Regions from separate parts of the Mus musculus genome. Here all the other regions are linked to region 2. Evidence: chromatin contacts called from public Micro-C and promoter capture Hi-C data. All regions are on one chromosome and are shown on one strand. Each heading gives the region's core, a stretch centred on a gene start, on an enhancer-like site or on the middle of the called end of the contact. The rest is flanking DNA. Distances are from core to core; before and after follow the strand shown.

Region 1 (2,907 bases), core at 144-2,643, 480 kb after region 2:
AGGACTCTGCTCAGGAGACTCGCCCCTGCTTGAGCACTCTGTGTGTGTGTGTGTGTGTGTGTGTGTGTGTGTGTGTTCCCCAATATGCTTCCAAGACTGAGTGCAAGTACTGAATACAGAAGACTCTCTCAGGAGTTAGGGCCAGGACAAAGTGACAGGTTTAGTTACGCAAACCCGAGAGATGTTAGACTCCCGGCCCATTCAGATTTGCTGGCTGTGGTTTCGTAGGCTGGGGTTTCTGGTTTAATTTTACTCTGAAGGAGGGACAGGTCCGAGGCAGGGTGCCGAGAGGGAGTAGTTTCATCAACTCAAGCACCCGGGGCTTTCCAGATCCTGCCTCGCCTCCCAGGACAGCAGACAAGAGATCTAAGCGGCAGATGGCAGGAAAGCCCTCTGGAGTAACCCCTCCCTACCCTGCCCCAGGGGACCGTTCCTGGCACCGAGGTGGTCAGGGACTCCTGAGCCCCCTGCTGGGAGCATTTCGACCCAGCTAGCTCTGGCTGGGTTCAGGGACTGAGATCAGTTTGAATTTCAATCAGTGTCGCGACCGGACTGACGCCGGCGGGAGCTAATCTGGCAGCCGAGAAGGGGTCTCCAGAGCGGTCTGCGCTGATCAGAGACTGGGCATCTGCGGCGCCGGTTCCTTCCCCGGGCTTGCAGAGTCCGCAGGTCGCTGAGGGGAGGGGAGGGGAAGTCACTACAGTGACGCGGCCGCCTCTGCAGGAAAACGCCGTGTCCCGGGCACTGCACCAGCCGCGGGGAGGGGGCTCGGCAGCCGACAGGTTCCCGGCGCAGTGGCCCGGGCTGTGTCCCGCAGTGAAGCCGCGGGAACCCGAGCGGGGTGGGGAGCGCGCGCTTGCATTTGGGGGAGACCTATCTCTCCTACCCTCGGGGACCCCCGACTCATCCCGGACGCTCCGGTGACATAACCTTGAAGCCTCTAAGTTGTCTGCGGGGTAGGGAGCTGAGGCAGTGGCGTCTCCCCGCGTGGCGCCCCCCAGAAAGTTTGAGGGACACAGGAGGGGGCACTCACGTCTTCTGGCGCGGCGGGCAGTCGCTCCTCGGCCTCGGGCTCCAGCTCCTCGATGCGCTCAGCCTCCGCGCAGGCGGCCACTGCGGGGCCGGGGCTGGGGTGCTCGCCCATGGCCCAGACTGCGGCGCTCGTCCCGGGGCGCCGGGCTAACTTTGCGCCGCCGCGGCCGTGCTGCTCCAGGAGCTAGCTGCGCCCCTCGCCGCCTCCGCGCTCGCTCCCATGGTTCTGCTCTCCCCACCGCCCTCACTGCGGCCCCCGCGACCCGGGGCGCTGGGCCCCTAGCCGCCAAACTTCTTGGCCTCTGTCGCGGGCCCGAGGCAGGGCGCCCTTGGGCCAGCCGGGCCCTACCGCTCCCCGCGCTCCTTCCCGCTCCGCGCGGCCCCCGCTCTGCGCGCGAGCCTCCTCCTCCCCACGGACTCCTCCGGGGTGGCGCGCGGCGGGGGCGGGGCTGCTCGCGGGGCCCCCGCCCCCCCAGGCCGCCCGCGGGGAGGGAGGGAGGGAAAGAGGGAGGGCTGGCTGCCGGGAGGCGAGCGACAAGCCGCCGCTCCTCCCGCCCGGAGATGGGGACTGCGTTGCCCTCAGCCTGCTCAGCTCAGCACCGGGTTAACCATCACTTGGAAGCAGCAGATTGTGTGACGGAGGCAGAAGCGAGGTTCTCACGAAGTTGGCCATGTCAGGGTTAAATAGGACTGAATTGAGAGTGAGATGTGAAAATTGGATTCCACCAGCCACCCTTAAGACCTCTCTCTGTTCGCTGTGGTCTTGGATTCTGGGAGGTCTGGGAAAGCCTAGAGATGAGAGAAAGGTCAGGTGGTTTGGGACCCTAAATCCTAACCTTTGCCCTACCTCTCCATCTAGAGCTGTATGCTATCTTCAGGTTTCTCGACCATGTTAAATCCAGGAAAGTAGTGCCCTGCCAGACAGGAGCGGAGGGGTGGAGTGCCGGGGAGGGATTGCGGGGTGGGGGGAGAGCTGGCCGGGGGTGGGGGTGGGGGTGGTGGGGAACAAAAACAAAAAACTAAAACTAAAAACCAGGAATGAAGTTAGCAAAGTACTAAAGGATGTTTAAAGAAGAAAAATGGGAGACAGAGTACCTGTGGGAAAAGCGATCTTCCCACCTAACTATAATTTGTGCCAGTGCCCGGGCTGGGGTAGATGCTCCTCAAGGGAGGCTCAGGGGCTCAGTCCTGGTTCAGCCGCCCCTCCCCCTCCCACACTCCCCACACCCACACACACCCCCACCCCCGCTCCTCCGGCAGCCTACATACAGAACCAAAGCCCTTCAACCTCTCCGCATCATCATTACCCCTCTCGACGTCCAAAGGATTATTATTATTATCAGAAGTTGCAATTAACACCTTCATTTTCATAACGCAAATGTAACCACATCGTGCAAACCCAGGATCCAACCTGTGACCATCTCGCCCAGCACTGACTACTCCTCTTAAACCCAGAAGGAAATCAGTTCCATCCTAATTAGGTGAGTTTGCAACAGACACCAATTTTCATCTCGGTTTCAGAAAGTGTGATCATTCCAACTATTTTTGTTTCTTGCCACCCCTCCCCCATCTCTACTCTACTAACAAGTCAAGATCCTGCCAAGATTTCCTTGTAAATAAAACTGTCTGCATGGGGGTGTGATTTTTTTGAAAACTGCCTTCAGGGGACAGAAGAGAGGCTGAATTCTTTCTGATAAAAAAGCCTATTAGGATAAGCAACTGCTGGGGCCCTGAGGGCCAGGGACCCTGTCTCTACCTCCCCTGCTACCGTTGGCTGGACATAACATGAGCAGTGCTGGCTCTGTTACATTCAGACCTTTGGGAAAGAGCTGGTTCTGAAAGCCTGGTTACAGGGGGATTGGAAAGAGACAGGTG
Region 2 (2,897 bases), core at 240-2,739:
ATATAGTCTATATTTGGAAAAAAAGTTTTTTAAAAAAAAATTTATTTATTTATTTTATGTATGTGAGTACACTGTAGCTGTACAGATGGTTGTGAACCTTCATGTGGTTGTTGGGAATTGAATTTTTAGGACTTCTGCTCGCTCCAGTCAACACTGCTCACTCTGGTAGGCCTCACTTGCTCAGTCCCTGCTCTCTCCAGCCCAAAGATTCATTCATTATTATTCATAAGTACACTATAGCTGATTTCAGATGCACCAGAAGAGGGTGTCAGATCTCATTATGGGTGGTTGTGAGCCACCACGTTGTTGCTGGGATTTGAACTCAGGACCTTGGGAAGAGTAGTCAGTGCTCTTACCCGCTGAGCCATCTCACCAGCCCCTGAAAGAAAAGTTTAAAAAAAAAATATTTATTCACCTTTATTTTATGTGACTGTGTGAGTCCCTGCATGTATATATGTTCCTGCCTGGTACCCTCAGAGGTATGAAGAGGGTGTCTCATCTCCTTGAACTGGAGTTACAGGCAAAGCTATTGTTGTGGATGCTGGGAAATTAACTCTGGTCCTCTGTAAGAACAGCAAGTGCTTTTAGCCACTGAGCCATCTCTCCAGCAACACCCCTCCCCCCAACAAAAACCATTTTAAGAACACCCAGTGTGTCTTGAAATTGGAGATCATAACTCATTACAATCTATGGAACTAATTTCATGGATTTCTTATTTATAATACAAACTACTACTATAAGCTTCTTGGAATGTGTAGAGAGTGGAGGTGGGGGATATAAAAAAAAAGTTTAGGACATGGTCCTCTATGCTAGAAGCTGCAATCATCCCGAGGAGATGATTCATACATTTTTTAAAAAATTACTAGTATAAGGTACTAGTCTGATGACATGCTCACATGAGTGGAAAAAAATGGACCACTGGAAATGAAGAGTAAGCCATGTGGCTGAATGCTGGGGTTCGTAAATCAGATGACCTCCACGAAGTCGCAGCTCCTCCACTTCCTAGCAGTGTGACAAGTTACTTAAGTTTGCTAAAGCACTTAGAACAGCTCTAAACATTTCGGTGACCTGGAAGTATTCTCTACCATTGCCATAACTATTCAGCCACCATTTCAAGGATGGATGGCACATGAGCACAGAAGAATGTGAGGGAATCATAATGGATAATTCGCGCCAAAGCCGCTCAAGTTATAAGTTTGTAAATTTGTAAGTTTGTTGGCATCTACTAGGCAGGGGTTGAAGAAGGCAACAAGGCCTATTCTACCCAGAGTCAGGTCCACACGGCTCCCCGCCACGCTAGATGCCCGTGCCTGTCTTTAGGGGGCGCTGCCGCTTAGCCGCCGCGGCTGGCCCAGAGCGCGTCCCCGCCCCACGCGTGCGCGCCGCCCAGGTGAGGAGGCGGCTGGGCCGGGGTTGGGCGGGCTCATCGGCGGGGCGGAGCCCGAGCGGCCGGGGCGGGGCGGGGCGGGGCCCAGCGGGACCCAGGCTAGAGGCGGGACCAGCCGCCGCCGTCTCCGTCTCGCCACCACGGCCCCCACACAACCCGCAGCCACCGCGGGAGGAGCGGAAGCCGCCGGCCTCGCCCGTTCAGAGCCGCGCCGGCTGGAGCTCTGAGGAGTGGCGGCCGTCTCTCTCGCTCTCTCTCTCTCTCCGGCCCGACCCCGCCCAAAGGTGCCGAGCACCCCCGCCCCAACCCGAGCGCTCCCACCTGAGCCGGCGCCATGGCGGAGCAGGAGAGCCTTGAGTTCGGCAAGGCGGACTTCGTGCTGATGGACACCGTCTCCATGCCCGAGTTCATGGCCAACCTTAGGCTCAGGTGAGCGCGTCTCGACAGCCATGCCGGGGTTTCCCGAGAGGGGGCGCTGCTGAGGATTCGGGGTGACCGGGGCGAGCAGCTCCCGCGAGTGAGTGCGGCGGGGTGACAGGGGGTCCGCGGCGCTGGGTGGTCACGCCTCCCAGAGAGAGGACTCTTCCTTGGTGCGGCCTTGGGACTCCAGGGTGTGATGAGGTCTAGGACTGCACTTTAGGGGTCTGGGGTCGTCCCTGTGTGGTGTCTTGATTAGGGGCATGCTGGGCTTGAGGTCGCTTAGGGGTGCACCAGCCCGCCCTGAGCCAGGTAAATGATGTGGGCGGGACCGGGTGACTTAATGGAACAAAAGTAAGGGAAAAGAAAAACTTAGGAGCGGCGTGATGGCCCTGGCAGCCCCAGGAAAACTGGAAGGTTGTTTTAAAAGAGCCTGGCATCTATCTCCTGCTTTCACGCTCGATTTTCTTTTCTCGTTTCTTTCCTTCCTCTTCTTCTTCTTCTTTTTTTTTTCTCTTTTCTTTCTTTCTGGCGTGGTTCCATCCTACCATTCAGGATGCTATGGAGTGAACCCTAAGCTGTCTGTTCCGGGACACGGGCTATTTTTTAGTTACTCATTCGACGTAATTAGACCCGTTTCCAGACATCGAAGAGACTGCTGTACTTGCCAGTGCCAAGATAAACTGTCTGAATTTGACAAGGCGTCCATGGTTTCAGTTTTTTCAAGGAGTTATGTATGGATGGAGCCTTTGTGTTACTGACATCTTTGAGAATTTAGTTACAACACAATGCCCCAAAATGGGCTTCCAAGAGGAACTTATTTTAGAAAGTCTTCTATACGTAATTATTTCATTTTCAAACAGTAATATGTAATCTGAGTATTAAAGTGTTTTGACTTTAAAAAAAAACTGAAACGGAGTTTCAGCTTGAAGCGTGTGCTTACTTGTTTATTTGTTTGTTTGTGTTTTCCCGGAAGCTTTGCTCTGTCTGTTACTTGTAAACTTTATAGCCAAATATCACTTTTTAAACTTAAACCTGAAAATCATAATTAGGTTTGGATATTTACCTCAATTTTACTGTCAACTACAATTCT
Region 3 (2,930 bases), core at 90-2,589, 350 kb after region 2:
TCCCTCATATACCTGCATTCACCAACAACTTGTTGATCCAATCCGAATCTCCCAGGCTACATTTGAAAGCTCACGCCGGGCGGGCATAGTGGCACACGCCTTTAACGCCAGCACTTGGGAGGCAGAGACAGGCGGATTTCTGAGTTCAAGGCCAGCCTGGTCTACAAAGTAAGTTTCAGGACAGCCAGGGCTACATGGAGAAAATCTGTCTCAAAAAACCAAAAAAAAAAAAAAAAAAAAAAACCTCACATTACCACAGGAGGAAGCTCATTCTCTAACTGAACCCTTAAGGAATGAATATTAAAAGGCCTTCTCTGCCATCAACCACTTATTTCTATTTACACCTGAATCCCAGTAGAAAGCGACCGGCTGGAGGTTCCTACTTCAACTTTCCTGTTGCCCTACGGTTTAAGACAATCACGCTATGGTATTAAAATTTTTCTTTTTCTCCAGCAATGTGCGGCCCGCCGGTCCCAAAAAGTTCCCTGAACGACAGCCTCTCAGAACTCAGAACTAAACTTCAACCCCTACTGGGAAAAATGAGTCACCTCCTCTGTCCCGGCGGTCCCACTCGGACGACACTTCAGCTCACAAGCTACACCGGTCAAATACCAATCTTAAGCGTGTGGCACCCCTCAACTTCCCACACCCAGAAAGTGGCCCTCTGCTGCCGGCGGCTGCGGCTGAGGGCTGGCTGTAAGCGACAGCTCCCAGCGTCCCGGAAGAAAACTCCAAGAGAAGCGCTCGCGCTCCCACCCGGAGCAACCTGTGCTGATAACAACGGCGGGAAATGTCAGTCCTGCGCGGCAGTCGCCCGGACCTCTCAACAACACACTCTCCGACCCGTCTGTCCCGGGCCGCCACTCTCAGCCCCCGGCCAGCTCGCGCGGGCCACAATCGGGGACCCTTGAGGGGTAGCGAACCTGGCCCGGCCCGCTCGCCACGCTGCGCTGCGCTGCGCCCACCGTGAGTCAGCAGGCAGCAGGTGGACGGGCCGGCTGCCTAGGGGCTTCCCGCCCGATTGGAAGCCATGGGGCTCCTGGGGTCCCCGAGCGGCCTGCGCCCCCAGCCCGGCCCCCCTCACACACAGTGAGTCAGCAGCACCATAGCCGGCTAGCCCGGCCCCTCTCCGCCGCCTCCGACCCACACAGGCCGCGCCGGGACGGCGGAGCCGCGGGGACGGCGCCAGGCCCTTTACCGATGGAGTGGAGGATGTCGATGGAGGCCTCCCGGTCGGTGCTGAGTAGAGACTGGGCTCTCTGGAACTCCACCACCGCTGCGGCCGCCATCTTACCGCTCTCACACCGTCCCCGGCCGCGGCCGCCGACGCCGGAAACACACACCCGGAAGACCCGCCCTCGCGTTCCTACCAGAAGACCCCGCCTCCCTTCTCCGAGCACCCCGGGAGTTGTAGTCTCTCTGCCCCGTGGGTGGCCCAGGAGCGTCCCGCAAGCGACAAACGAGCTCCCCCATCGCCATCTCGCGGCCATCTGAAGAGACAAACCGAAATTAATCCCCACCACTCCAAAAGAGGCTGAGTACTCAAGGAAAGCTGCTTGGCTGTTTGTATAGTATCCCCGTGTAACCAGTCACTCATAGCGATAGATGATCTTTCAAATTGCCTATTATGTGGCAGGAATAGCACCGTTCAGATTCATTCAGATGTTTTGCAGGGAGGACACATACACACACTCCCTTCCAGGACGGAAGAAATCGCCAATGTAAAAGAACACTGTCTTTCACAAATAGCCATTCCATCATCGGACAGAGCTTCACATTGTGGATTGAAAGTCATCTTTGACCCAATCATTCAATCTAAATAGTTCTTGAGATTCACATTTGACTCATACCAGCTTTCCAGCTCAACAATAGAACAAAATTTTCCTCCCGTATCTCCAATTCCTTCAACTGTAATAGGATATCTGTGAAGATATCAAGGGAAAGGGGAAAAAAGCATGTTTCTTATCACTAAGGATCAACCTAAAGATGTTGCTAAACCTATACAGAGGGAGACCTTCTAAGTTGATGACAATCTGGAAATTAAATAGCTGTGCTGTATAAAAAACTAAGTAGAACCAACATTATACTCCTCTATGACTGGACTAATCAATCTCTATACCTGTCTCCTTTCATTTGTCCAACAATACTCAACAAGAGTCTTTGAAAAAATATTTAATTAATACCTAAGGAAACTGAAGGGAATAAAGTGACTGACAGAACTGAGACCTGGTAGGAAAGACATTCCCACCCTTTGCATTTTCTAATGAAATCTGGGTAATATCCCACCATGCTGGTAACAGAAGTCCTGACTTTGTTGTGTCACGTGAACTAAACTGGCTTCCAAATTCTCCCAACTCTGAAATTCCATGAACTTCGGTGTAATGCTGTGATCATCCCCCCCCCCCCACACACACACACACACACACTCACCCAAGAAGTCATTCCTTCTTTCTCAATCTGATGGAGAGCTAATGAGACTATACTGAATTCATTTGTTGTTGTAGTTTTTAAGTTTTTACTTCTATGTCTGTCTGTCTGTGGGAACTCACATGCCATGGCATGCACATGGAGAAGGGAACTCTTGCAGAAGTCAGTACTCACAATCATGGCCAGCCCAGAGATTGAACTCAGGGACTCATGTTTGGCAGCAAGCACCCTTATCTGTGCCCTCTTCCCTTCTCCTCTCCCAGGTGCTAGAATTAAAGGCACTTCCAGCTTCTGTCTCTTTTTTTTTTTTTTTTTTTTTTTGGTTTTTTGAGACAGGGTTTCTCTGTATAGCCCTGGCTGTCCTGGAACTCACTTTGTAGATCAGGCTGGCCTCGAACTCAGAAATCCGCCTGCCTCTGCCTCCCAAGTGCTGGGATTAAAGGCGTGTGCCACCACAACCAGTCTCCAGCTTCTGTATCTTTTCTTTCTCTCTTTCTTTCTCT
Region 4 (2,958 bases), core at 79-2,578, 300 kb after region 2:
TAGTGTGGGTCGGCATTGATCTGCAGCATCTTGGAGCTCATGAGGTTGATAACTGAGAGGCAACGGTCCCAAAAGGCTTCCTTACAGCTCTCTACCAGGAAGGGCTTGAGCGGGTAGGAGATCTCATTGCCCATGTAGGAATAGGAGAGGTACAGACAGGTCAGCAGGACAGCCTGGAGCTCATGGTCGGAGCCCACCTCAGAGGAGATGACATCCCTGCAGAGCATGTAGAGGAAGACCACATTGGCCGGTGTGATGAAACCCTGGTCCTGCCAGCCCTGCAGAAGCAGGGAGCGGTCCACGCTGCGCAGCCAGAGCACGGGGTCCGTTGGGGACAAGTGCTTCAGGCGGTAGCACCGGCGGCAGAGAAACTCACCCAGGCAGCGCAGCAGCTCACTAGTGGACGCCTGGACGATGACCCGTTTGGGTGTCCCTGCAGAGGTGATGGCAGGGTGCGGGGCCTTCTTGACAGAAGAGGAGACCCCAGTCTGGGAGCCAGAAAGCTGGCTGGCTGGGGGTGCGGGCGGCTGAGCCGGCGGGGGCTGGGCGAATGTGGACAGGTTGGCACAGGACAGCGACTTCTTCAGGTTCTCATTGTTGAGATGCGCGATGTTGCTCTGGTAGCTGCTGTTGGGCTGCGCCTTCTTGGAGTTCTTCTTCTTCGCTGACACCGCCACGATCCTCTTCCAAGGCAGCACCGAGATGATGGAGTGCCGCTTCAGGTTCTTGTCCTTGGCGTTCTTGCTGTTCTGCACGGCCGTGTAGTGGCCCACGGTGGCCGCGCCATCCTCAAACAGTGTGGCCTTCCGATAGCTGGGGGATAGGGACAGCACCGTGCCCATGGTGCCACTGCGCGCCCGGCAGGGGCCGGCACCCCCGCGCGCCCAGCCTGCCGGCTGGAGGGGGGTAAAGGCTTACCGAGCCTGTAGCGGCCGCAGAGAGAAAGGAGGCGCTCCCGGGACACGACGCGTTTAGTCCTGCGGATCTGCGTGGAAAACAAGATGGTTCTCAGCCCCGGGCGGGGCTCCACGCCGCGCCCCTCCGCTCGCACTTCCGAGGCCCGAACCCCCGGGCTGCGGCCCCGTCGAGCCCCAGCCTGTGCTTCCACTGCGGCACCGGTCAAAGAGCCGCAGTGGCCTCCGCAGCAGGAATCCAACCAGGCCGCGCACACGGCCCCGGTCCGCGCAGGCTTACCCGCAGTCAGGCAGGCTCCCGCGGCAGGCGCAGCCGCTGCGTCCCAGGCCCTCCGCAATGCGCGCCGCGGCCCGGGTGCTCGACTCGGCGCGGCGGCGGCTCCCTGCTTCTGTCCAAGGTTCTGCAGACGCCGCGGCCCCGCCCCCGCCCGGCCCCCGCCTGCGTCTCCGCCGCGAGCCCGCCGGCCCCGCCCCGCCCCGCCCCGGCGCGCGCCTTGCAAGCCGCCTCTCCGGATCGCGCGCGCGGTCCACACGCCCGCTCGGTCTCGCCGCCAGGTCGCCGCCACTCGCGTCCCTCAGCGCGAGCGGCGCACGGTGGCGCCTCTAGTGGGCGCGCCCATTACGGGACACGGCGCGGGCGGCGGGAACGCGCGAAGCCGGGTCTCCACCTGGAAGGTGCCTGCGCCGCGCGCGGAGCCCGGCCTCGTGAGCTCCGGCGCCGCGCAGCGGAGCTCTCCAGGCGGGAGGGCGGGCGGGAGGGCGAGGGGGCGGGCGGGGCGGAGGGCGGGCCCCGCCCAGACACGTGCTGCCTTTGTTCCCGCCGCGGCCCCCTTGGCAGAGGCTGCGGGCGGTGCGGAGAGCTGGCCCGGGCGCTGGAGAAAGGAAGAGCCGCAATCAGCATCAGCGTAAAAGCCCGGCACCCATTAAGACTCTAGGAAAGCCAGGCCAGAAGGATGAGGGCGGCCTAGAGATCCTATCACGGAGGCTGTCAAAATTGAAGCTGCTGCGCCTTTAGGCCAGTTTCTTATTTGCCCATTTTAAAACTTGATGACAGTAAAATTGCAAGAAAATCTGGTTCTGACTACCGACACATAGTTCACAATCAGCCTCCATGTCCTTCACAAAGGCCACTGCCGAATTACAAGTCATTCATTCTGGACTGGTTCTGGAGACCCAAATTGTCAAATAAGCCAACCTGTATCTTAACTCAGACTCCCAACTCCGAACCTGAGAGAATTCCTGAAAACACCCAAAACAAGAATCTTGTTGAGGTCATTAGGCTTAAGTACTTCCAGGTTAGGGACCAGGGTGACCAGAGAGGTAAGTGCCCTGCCCTGTTACCACCCCACCCCACCCCCCAAAAAAAGTTTTTCCAGGACCTTACCAAGCACACAGGATGGCTAGCTTCGCTGTGGCCCCTTCCTAACAATGTTTCTCATAGAACAGAGTGGTACCTGCTATTACTAGAACACAGCACCTGACACTGGGTAACCTATAAACGAAATAATGAAGTGTTAGCTCACAGCTCTGGAGTATGGTCCAGAGCCAGTAGTAGGACGTGCTGTGGTGAGGATGGAGACTTCAACTCAAACCGGGAAGGGGGAGAGTAAATAATTACATTGGGGGACGGGGAATGAAGGCCAGTGTCACACTGGCTTTCTAACAACTCTGCTCAAAATTAATCCATGACTTGGAACCTTTCCTTGAGACACAGGCCGCCAGCACCTTGCCATCCTCCTGCTTCAATGTTCAGTTAGGATTCAGGCATGAGCCACCATACCAGCTCCAACGAAAACCCTCTCCAAGAGCGCTCTCAACACTGACACTGAGACCGAGCCTCAAGGGTCAGACTCAACCCCCTAGCTGCTCTTCAGTAGGGCGGCCCTGGGTCTCTTCCTTTTCATCATAGTAGGCTGTAAGCCATCTTCCTAAGGCCTTTCAGACCAGCTCCCCCAATGTTTCTTCTACCTGGAAAGGCAACCGCTAAAAACCAGCCTCTGAGCTGACTTCATGCTTATGGTCCCCTTCAAATTCCAGGATTAAG

The links. Promoter capture Hi-C pulls out the DNA fragments that hold promoters and counts their contacts. A called contact is a pair of places that touch in the nucleus more often than the background predicts. Capture Hi-C pulls out chosen DNA fragments and counts their contacts.
Region 1: a promoter capture Hi-C map of stem cell-derived epiblast-like cells shows a contact between it and region 2, with 2.5 times the contacts expected there. The contact joins the promoter of Rhbdl3 here to the promoter of Myo1d in region 2. A contact is called at or near these places in 1 of 39 promoter capture datasets (stem cell-derived epiblast-like cells) and 1 of 484 Hi-C or Micro-C datasets (embryonic stem cells).
Region 3: a contact with region 2 is called in a promoter capture Hi-C map of liver. The contact joins the promoter of Psmd11 here to the promoter of Myo1d in region 2. A contact is called at or near these places in 12 of 39 promoter capture datasets (the 3T3-L1 cell line, 3T3-L1-derived adipocytes, the C10 cell line and 6 more), 1 of 15 datasets of contacts at CTCF or cohesin (large pre-B cells), 9 of 484 Hi-C or Micro-C datasets (the HL-1 cell line, embryonic fibroblasts, embryonic stem cells and 3 more), 1 of 115 datasets of contacts at active chromatin or transcription factors (pancreatic cancer cells) and 2 of 9 other capture datasets (adipose tissue and liver).
Region 4: a contact with region 2 is called in a Micro-C map of embryonic stem cells, with 5 times the contacts expected there. The contact joins the promoter of Cdk5r1 here to the promoter of Myo1d in region 2. A contact is called at or near these places in 14 of 39 promoter capture datasets (the 3T3-L1 cell line, the C10 cell line, the SN4741 cell line and 7 more), 16 of 484 Hi-C or Micro-C datasets (CD4 T cells, LSK cells, Sertoli cells and 10 more), 4 of 115 datasets of contacts at active chromatin or transcription factors (SST interneurons, embryonic stem cells and large pre-B cells) and 2 of 9 other capture datasets (embryonic stem cells and macrophages).

Annotation. Positions count from the first base shown.
Region 1 is chr11:80,299,398-80,302,304 of GRCm38.p6, reverse strand. It overlaps Rhbdl3 (rhomboid like 3), which reads right to left and starts at 1,393. Exons shown (of 9, transcript NM_139228.3): 1 at 1,034-1,393. The coding sequence starts at 1,144.
Region 2 is chr11:80,778,617-80,781,513 of GRCm38.p6, reverse strand. Myo1d (myosin ID) reads left to right here and starts at 1,489. Exons shown (of 22, transcript NM_177390.3): 1 at 1,489-1,816. The coding sequence starts at 1,722.
Region 3 is chr11:80,427,024-80,429,953 of GRCm38.p6, reverse strand. Psmd11 (proteasome (prosome, macropain) 26S subunit, non-ATPase, 11) reads right to left here and starts at 1,339. Exons shown (of 14, transcript NM_178616.3): 1 at 1,199-1,339. The coding sequence starts at 1,289.
Region 4 is chr11:80,475,393-80,478,350 of GRCm38.p6, reverse strand. Cdk5r1 (cyclin-dependent kinase 5, regulatory subunit 1 (p35)) reads right to left here and starts at 1,328. Exons shown (of 1, transcript NM_009871.3): 1 at 1-1,328. The coding sequence starts at 842.